Regions from separate parts of the Gossypium hirsutum genome. Here region 2 is linked to region 1. Evidence: chromatin contacts called from public Hi-C data. All regions are on one chromosome and are shown on one strand. Each heading gives the region's core, a stretch centred on a gene start, on an enhancer-like site or on the middle of the called end of the contact. The rest is flanking DNA. Distances are from core to core; before and after follow the strand shown. Region 1 holds the start of LOC107937032 (NAC domain-containing protein 30). Region 2 holds the start of LOC107952992 (endoribonuclease Dicer homolog 1).

Region 1 (3,459 bases), core at 358-2,857:
CTCCATATAAATTTCTTTGTTTACTTTATCAAAAAAAAGTAATAATAAAAAAGAAATCAAGTGGTTGGGATCAATTTAAGGTTTTGGAGCGTATTTAAAAAAAAAAAAAAATTAGTGCGATGAAGTGGACTTCAATTGATGCAAGACAGAAGAATCTAGATTTGGTTAAAAGGAAATACTACGGAAGGTTCTAGAATCCACAAGCCCAAACATTAACAGCAAACCTACGATTAATTATATTACAATAAAACTGGCATGCCCAATAAACACGCCATCTTTTCCACTGCTTCGGACCAAAAACCAAATTGTCTACAAGTTAATACAGAAAGTGATGATAGGTTTTACGTTACAAACATAAATTCAAGACTTAGGTAACATATATTTATTTCAGTACCCACTTATCTATAGATTGAAAGGAAAAAAAACAACTGACTTAATCATAACCACATCATTTTTTTCGTTAACAGTTATATATATATATATAACAAATGATTATAATATAATTAGAGCGGTAAATGAATGAAGTTTAAATAAATAAATTTTTAGTCATGTTTGTTTATTTATTTTTAAGTTTGTTTATGTTCACTTTGTGTTTGTTAAGAATTTCATTTTTTTTTGTTTATGTTCGCTTATTTAAAATTATGTGTGTTCATATTCGTTTGTTTAATGTTTACGAACATGTTCATTTAACTTAATCGAACATATAATTGAACATGTTCACAAACAATATTAATAAATAATAAACAAACAAACAAACAATAAATACATACACATATATTATTTAGATATAAAATAGTCAAATATAAATATTAACAATTATATTATAAATTAAAAAATACAAACCAAGATAATTTTATTAATATATACTAATAGAATAATAAACGAGTTTTAAGATAAATTTATCAATATATACTAATGGAATTTTTATAAAAAAATATCATTAATAAATAAACGAGTCATAAACGAGTTTATTCGTGAACATAAACTAACCAAACACACCTTTATTTGTTTTTGTTTGTTTATTAAACAGACATACAAATTTTATTCATTCTCGTTTATTTAGTTTAATAAACAAACATTATACAAACTGTTCATAGAACGTTGTGTTTATTTACATCCCTAAATATAACTAAAAAATTGATATAAAATCTAATTAAATTTATTATTATTATTTTTATAAACCTAAGGAGGAGGAGTTGTCAAGAATTTCAACTCAAAAATTGATATAAATTAAAATTTAATTTCAACAAAAATATTTTATTATCACTCCAAAACTTAAGTTGACTAGATGGCATCACTTTTAAGAAAAACAATATAAAAGCATCTGTATTTTTTAAAAAAAAAATCATTAATAAAGAGATCAAGTGATAATGTAAAAATATATAAGAGGTTTGAATTTGATGTGATGCCACTGTGTATGTAAAATTGGGGTGAACATAATATATAATTAACTTTTTAAGATTATGGTAATTTTTAAAAGAAAAAAAATATTTCTATTTTAGAGTAGTAGATTTGCTTTTTTTATAAAAATAGAAAATATACAATTTTAAATGACACAATTAAATTTGTTTTGTATGCATTACTTAAATGAGTTAAATTTTAAGAACGGGAGGTTTCGGGTTATATTTTGTATTGGACAGTTTTCCACTTGGTGACTTAACTAGTCTAAGAACTGCTGAAACGCGTAACTCCCTGGGCCCACTTAGCTTCCCGACTAAGCTGAGCCGAAGACCTTAAGAATTTGGGAGTCAATGCTTTGTATATATTGAACACTTACTTCATCTCCACTTGCAGACAGACAGATATCCTCTTTTTCTGCTTCTTGAAAGCAAAATAGAAATTTTGAGCTTTTACTTTTTTCTGGTTTAGTATAGTAGTCATCATAATAAGGTGGGTGACAAGATCATGGACAACGTCCTGGAAATTGGATTCAGATTCCTCCCACCAGATGAAGAAATCATCAGTTTCTTTCTTAAGAAAAAGATAATGGGTGATCATAAAGCCACCCGCTATATCAGAGAGGTCGACCTCCTCAAGCATGAGCCCTGGCAATTACCTGGTAATCTACTAATTTTATCTCCCATTTCACTCTTCATATGTTTTTATCTTGAAATTTGGGTTGGTGATTTTCTTTTTCCCCTTGAGAGGACAGCCATGTCTGTAGTACAGTCCACCTATCCAGAATGGTTGTTCTTCTATAAACTCAACAAGATTTCCCAGAGAAAAAACGATCGTTCTACCAACGATGGGTATTGGAAATCAACGGGTGCGGATCGTCCCATCACTTGTGGAGATAGTGTGATTGGTACCAAGAAGACTTTGGTTTTCTATAAAGGCCGTACCCCTAATGGGCTCAGAACCGATTGGGTCATGCATGAGTTCCGCGCCACTGCCGGCTCCTTGCCCCCTAATGCGGTAATCTTCGTGCACACATAACACGATCCATCCTCAAATCACCCATCAAAGTTTTTTTCAGCTTTTGCTCTGTTTACATGTGTATGGTGAGTGATACATATGATTGCAAGTTACCAGATTTTATGGCTCAGATTACTTTAAATTCCCTTTGAAGTTAGTGGAGATGAACATCATGTAAATAGTTTTGTCTTGGGAATTAGATGGAGAGTTTAGTTCTGAAGATTGTTGCTTGCTTCCTGTTACTTACTAAATTAGGATCTACGGTTGTTTTTTGTCATATTAATCCACAATTGATTTAGTCCTGCAACTTTTATTTGTTAAATTCGGTAAACAATTGATAGCAGAGCATTTCTAACATTGGGGTCTCTTTTGGCCTTCAACTTCCGTAGGATAACAGTTATGTGGTCGGCTACTTAAGGGACAATGCTGCTGAGAAAAATGAATACTTGATTTCGAATGTTGGTCAGCAATGTCCACGTTTTGCAGCTTCTAGTTCCCCAGATAATGCAGTTGGGGCTACGTCTATGGAGGTGAGAAGGAACATGACTTACAAGCAACCTTTTTACTGAGTAATAAATAACCTTTGTTTCGTGTGTGTTGAACTCACATATATTGATAATGCAGTCCAACAGTATGGATTCTGATATTGCTTTGCTGAAATTTATGGAAGAGGAAGGAATGTTTGATTCTGATCTCTCACCATCCCGTGGCTTGCACAGTTTCCCATCATCCAGTGCCATTTTCAATAATGACCAGAGCAGGATTGAAGAAGAACGTTTCTCCTTGGAGGATTTTGATTACCAACAGTCTGATGACTTGGTTGAAGGTCAATTCGTATACACCATTGATGATGAAATGAAATTCTATGATGCTCTGTTTCATAATCCAGATGAACGTACCAATGCAGAAGCTGAGTACAGGGACAATGCATGGGTAAAGAAACATTATTGTGTAGTTACCGTTGGAGATTTTTCCAACGGTGAGTAAAAACTGAGTCAGCACTATAGGAGAACAACTGCTTGAATAATGTCTGATACTGTCACG
Region 2 (3,581 bases), core at 46-2,545, 520 kb after region 1:
GATGCAGGATTAGGTTGAGATGAGGGGTGAAGTGGGAGTATTAGCTCATGGGACGCTGTTGGCTGCACTCCGATGGAACTATATTGAACTTAACCGGCATTATTTTATTCGGATTTTCACTATTTTGCATGTGAGGGGATTTCCTTTTATAGCTTTTGGAGAAGGGGGTATTTAGTCCACTGGTTTCTACTGAAATATGCAGGTGTGAATGATGCACAGCTGTACTCATCCTTTTAATGAAACTTCTATTATTAGAAAAAAAGGAATTAATAATATAATTATTACATTAAATATTTGTTAAGAAATTAATAATATAATTATTATTCTTCCATCAAAATGATAATGTTAAAGATTAGATATTTTTATTCCATTTTGATTCATGCTTTTATTGATATTTAATAAGTTTCAATTTAAAACAATCTCTTATTTTATTCTTTAAATCACAAACTTTTTTATATAACAAAAACAATTTTATTAAAATCTTGTTTTTGGTATGTAAACTAATTAGTATTAATTTAATATATAATCAATAAATATAAAAAAAATTGATTAATAAATCTAACAGAGGAACATATTCCTATAAATTATAACAAAAAAAAATGGAACTGTTAATAGAAATAGAATGCCCAAATAACCTTAACATTCCTATCCTCAAATGTAAGATATTTTTGTTTCTCCCAAAATCACAAGATTTTCTCATACGGAATGTGTGAGAAATAAATGCAAACATTTAATTGTAATGAGAAGAAGAAAAAGTGGAGCCACCCAAAACAAAATTCACCCAATCACTACACCAAAGGCCAATTGGTTTTCACTGTATCCAACCCACCAAAGGGAAAGTTTCTGGTCTCATAGGATAAAAAAATATTCAGCCTGATCTAAGGGGAATAAACTTTTATAATTATTTTTTCTTTATGAAGAATAAATCAAACGGCTGAGAATGTTCTATCATCTTTGACCTTTGAATAAGCTTTCGTTTTTGCCGGGATTCTACCAGTGGACTCCAACTGTTTGACACGTGTCTGTACTTTTCCATAAGCGTTGCTGTTCTCATGTCCTTGGTAGCAAAAAAGAGAACACTTAACATCTCCCCGCTCCCTACGGTAACGCAACTGAACAGTGAAGAGCGTAGTTCCAATAAAACCCTATCCTACCATCCACTCACAAATCACCACGTAATCCGGAACCCTTGTTGGGTCAAACGTGGCGTTATCGTATTGGTTGAAGCACTGTTTCTCTGTACTTTCGAGTTCGGAAAGTTAAAGAAAAACAGAACCGCCTCAAGTCACAGAAGTTTCTTTGTAAATTGTAAGGAAAAAAACATTGCGTGAAGACCAAAAAGAAAAAGGGGAAAACCCGTAGTTTTGGGTTTTATTATTTTAATTTTGTTTCTCCATCTCTCTTTCGTAGAGAAAACAGAGCTAAAACCCAGAAGAACCAAAGAAAGAGTGGGGGAGGAAAGCAAAAAACTGAGAAAGGCGCACGCTTGAAGGGAGTCAAATAAAAGAGAAACGGAAGATAACAGAATAGGCGTTGATAGACCGTAGAATCTAAGAATCACACACAAAAGTTTTGGTGGGGTTTTATGTTTTTTTCCCCCTTCAATTTTCTGTTTCACTTTTTTAAATGAATCCCCTTCCTTAACTACACTTCTTGCGTGTTTCCTGCGGTCTATCTACTCTTAATCTGTGTCTTCACTCACTCTTTTTTCTTCTCTCTGTTTTTTTCTGTATCTTTATAAAAACTATTGATTTCTTTCTCTTCTTTCTGGGTTTTTTTTATAATTCTTGTTGCTCTTGGTTCTTTTCCCCTTTTTTTTTTTGAAGTGGGAGTATCCGAGTTCTGGGCAATTGATTGATGGAGGAAGAAGGTAGGGTTTCTGGTGGCAATGGGTCATCTTACTGGCTGGATGCTTGTGAGGACATATCATGCGACTTGATTAGCGATTTTGTTGATTTCGATGCTCCTATAGTTCAAGACTCCGTTGACAATACTTCCAATCAAGATTTCTTTGGAGGAATTGATCACATTCTCGATAGCTTCAAGAACGGCGGGGGACTTCCTCCGGTGGGAAGTAACGGTGATAGCTCTGCCGTCAATGGAAATGGAATTTACGACCCCGTTGCTGGAGATGGATGGTCTCCCAATGAGCTCTCTGGGGTCTCCAAGGATTTACCTGACAACTCAGTTCCGCCATCTAATGGAGTTGAAAAGAAGATTGGAAGCAAAGGGCAGGAAAAAAGCTGCGATGATAGTAATTCCAGTTTATTTGATTATTCTAATAAGGATAATGGAGTTCATCGAGACGATAAAAGGTCATCCGAGTCGAGAGATAGGGGTTTAGATAGTGAAGAGAGGTGTAGAAAGAGGGCTCGTGCGAATGGCTGCAAGAGTGATAGGCAGTATTCTAGTAGAGGTCAATATTATCCCCGGGATAGGGAGAGATGTTCTTCTAGGAAAAGGGTTCGAGATTGGGATGAAATTGATCGGAGAGATAGAGAGCATGTTAGGAGAAGAGAACATTATTATGGTGGCAATAGGAGGGATGGGAGAGAGAGAGAACCAAGGGGTTATTGGGAGAGGGATCGGTCAGGGTCCAATGAGATGGTTTTTAGGTTGGGTACTTGGGAAGCAGATCGGCAAAGAGAAGGGAAGGTGGCTTATGACAAAACTCCCGAGTGCAATGGAAAGATGGAGAAGAAAGTTGAGCAGCCGAAGGAAAAACTCTTGGAGGAGCAAGCTCGTCAATATCAATTGGATGTTCTTGAGCAGGCAAAGAGGAAAAACACAATTGCATTTCTTGAAACCGGGGCAGGGAAGACCCTCATTGCTGTTCTCCTCATGAAAAGTATTTCTGATGATTTACAAAAGCACACCAGAAAAATGCTCTCTGTCTTTTTGGTTCCTAAAGTTCCACTAGTTTATCAGGTAGTCAATTTATAGAATTTCAGTGTTCTTTTAAGATTTGATTGGTTCTGTTGTTTCCAGGTTCAGTTTATTATCATTTTTATTTTCCATTTTCAGCAAGCTGAAGTTATTCGCGAGAGAACTGGTTTCCAAGTAGGTCATTATTGTGGGGAGATGGGTCAAGATTTTTGGGATGCTCGTAGGTGGCAGCGCGAGTTTGAATCAAAGCAGGTAGCTTGTCAATTTCCTTTTGTGAAAATTCCTGCTTGACTGTCATTTGAGCTTTTCTAATGTTCCAAGTAAATTCCTTATTGTAATGCTAGTTGGCACTAAAGCACAATGCGGTACGTTACTTCAGTAATTTTAAGATATGACATTATAATGAGCGATACAAAAGTGTTTCTGTATCCGGTCTTTGGTAACACTTTTAGTATACTCAGCTTTACCTAGTTAGTTTACTCGTAAATTACTTAGGATATTTTTTTGAACCAATGTTCTTTTGCTCAATTTTGTTGAAGGAATGGGATGATGTTGATATAGTTTTCAAATTCTAGCAAGATTCTTAAATGTCTACTTGCCAGAACTGGGATTTAGTTGAAATATCAGTGATCCACCCTTTGTCCTGTCCTAAAAGGAAAAGAGGGAAAGCATAACAAAGCTTAAATTTGAAATAT

Evidence for each region. Hi-C and Micro-C count contacts between places; a contact is called where the count stands out from the background.
Region 2: a contact with region 1 is called in a Hi-C map of callus, with 4 times the contacts expected there. The contact joins the promoter of LOC107952992 here to the promoter of LOC107937032 in region 1. A contact is called at or near these places in 10 of 34 Hi-C or Micro-C datasets (callus, cotyledon, hypocotyl and 3 more).

Annotation. Positions count from the first base shown.
Region 1 is chrA07:28,563,202-28,566,660 of Gossypium_hirsutum_v2.1, forward strand. LOC107937032 (NAC domain-containing protein 30) reads left to right here and starts at 1,608. Exons shown (of 6, transcript XM_016869844.2): 1 at 1,608-2,059; 2 at 2,153-2,415; 3 at 2,805-2,945; 4 at 3,040-3,348. The coding sequence starts at 1,906.
Region 2 is chrA07:29,087,221-29,090,801 of Gossypium_hirsutum_v2.1, forward strand. LOC107952992 (endoribonuclease Dicer homolog 1) reads left to right here and starts at 1,296. Exons shown (of 21, transcript XM_041117911.1): 1 at 1,296-2,928; 2 at 3,025-3,138. The coding sequence starts at 1,858.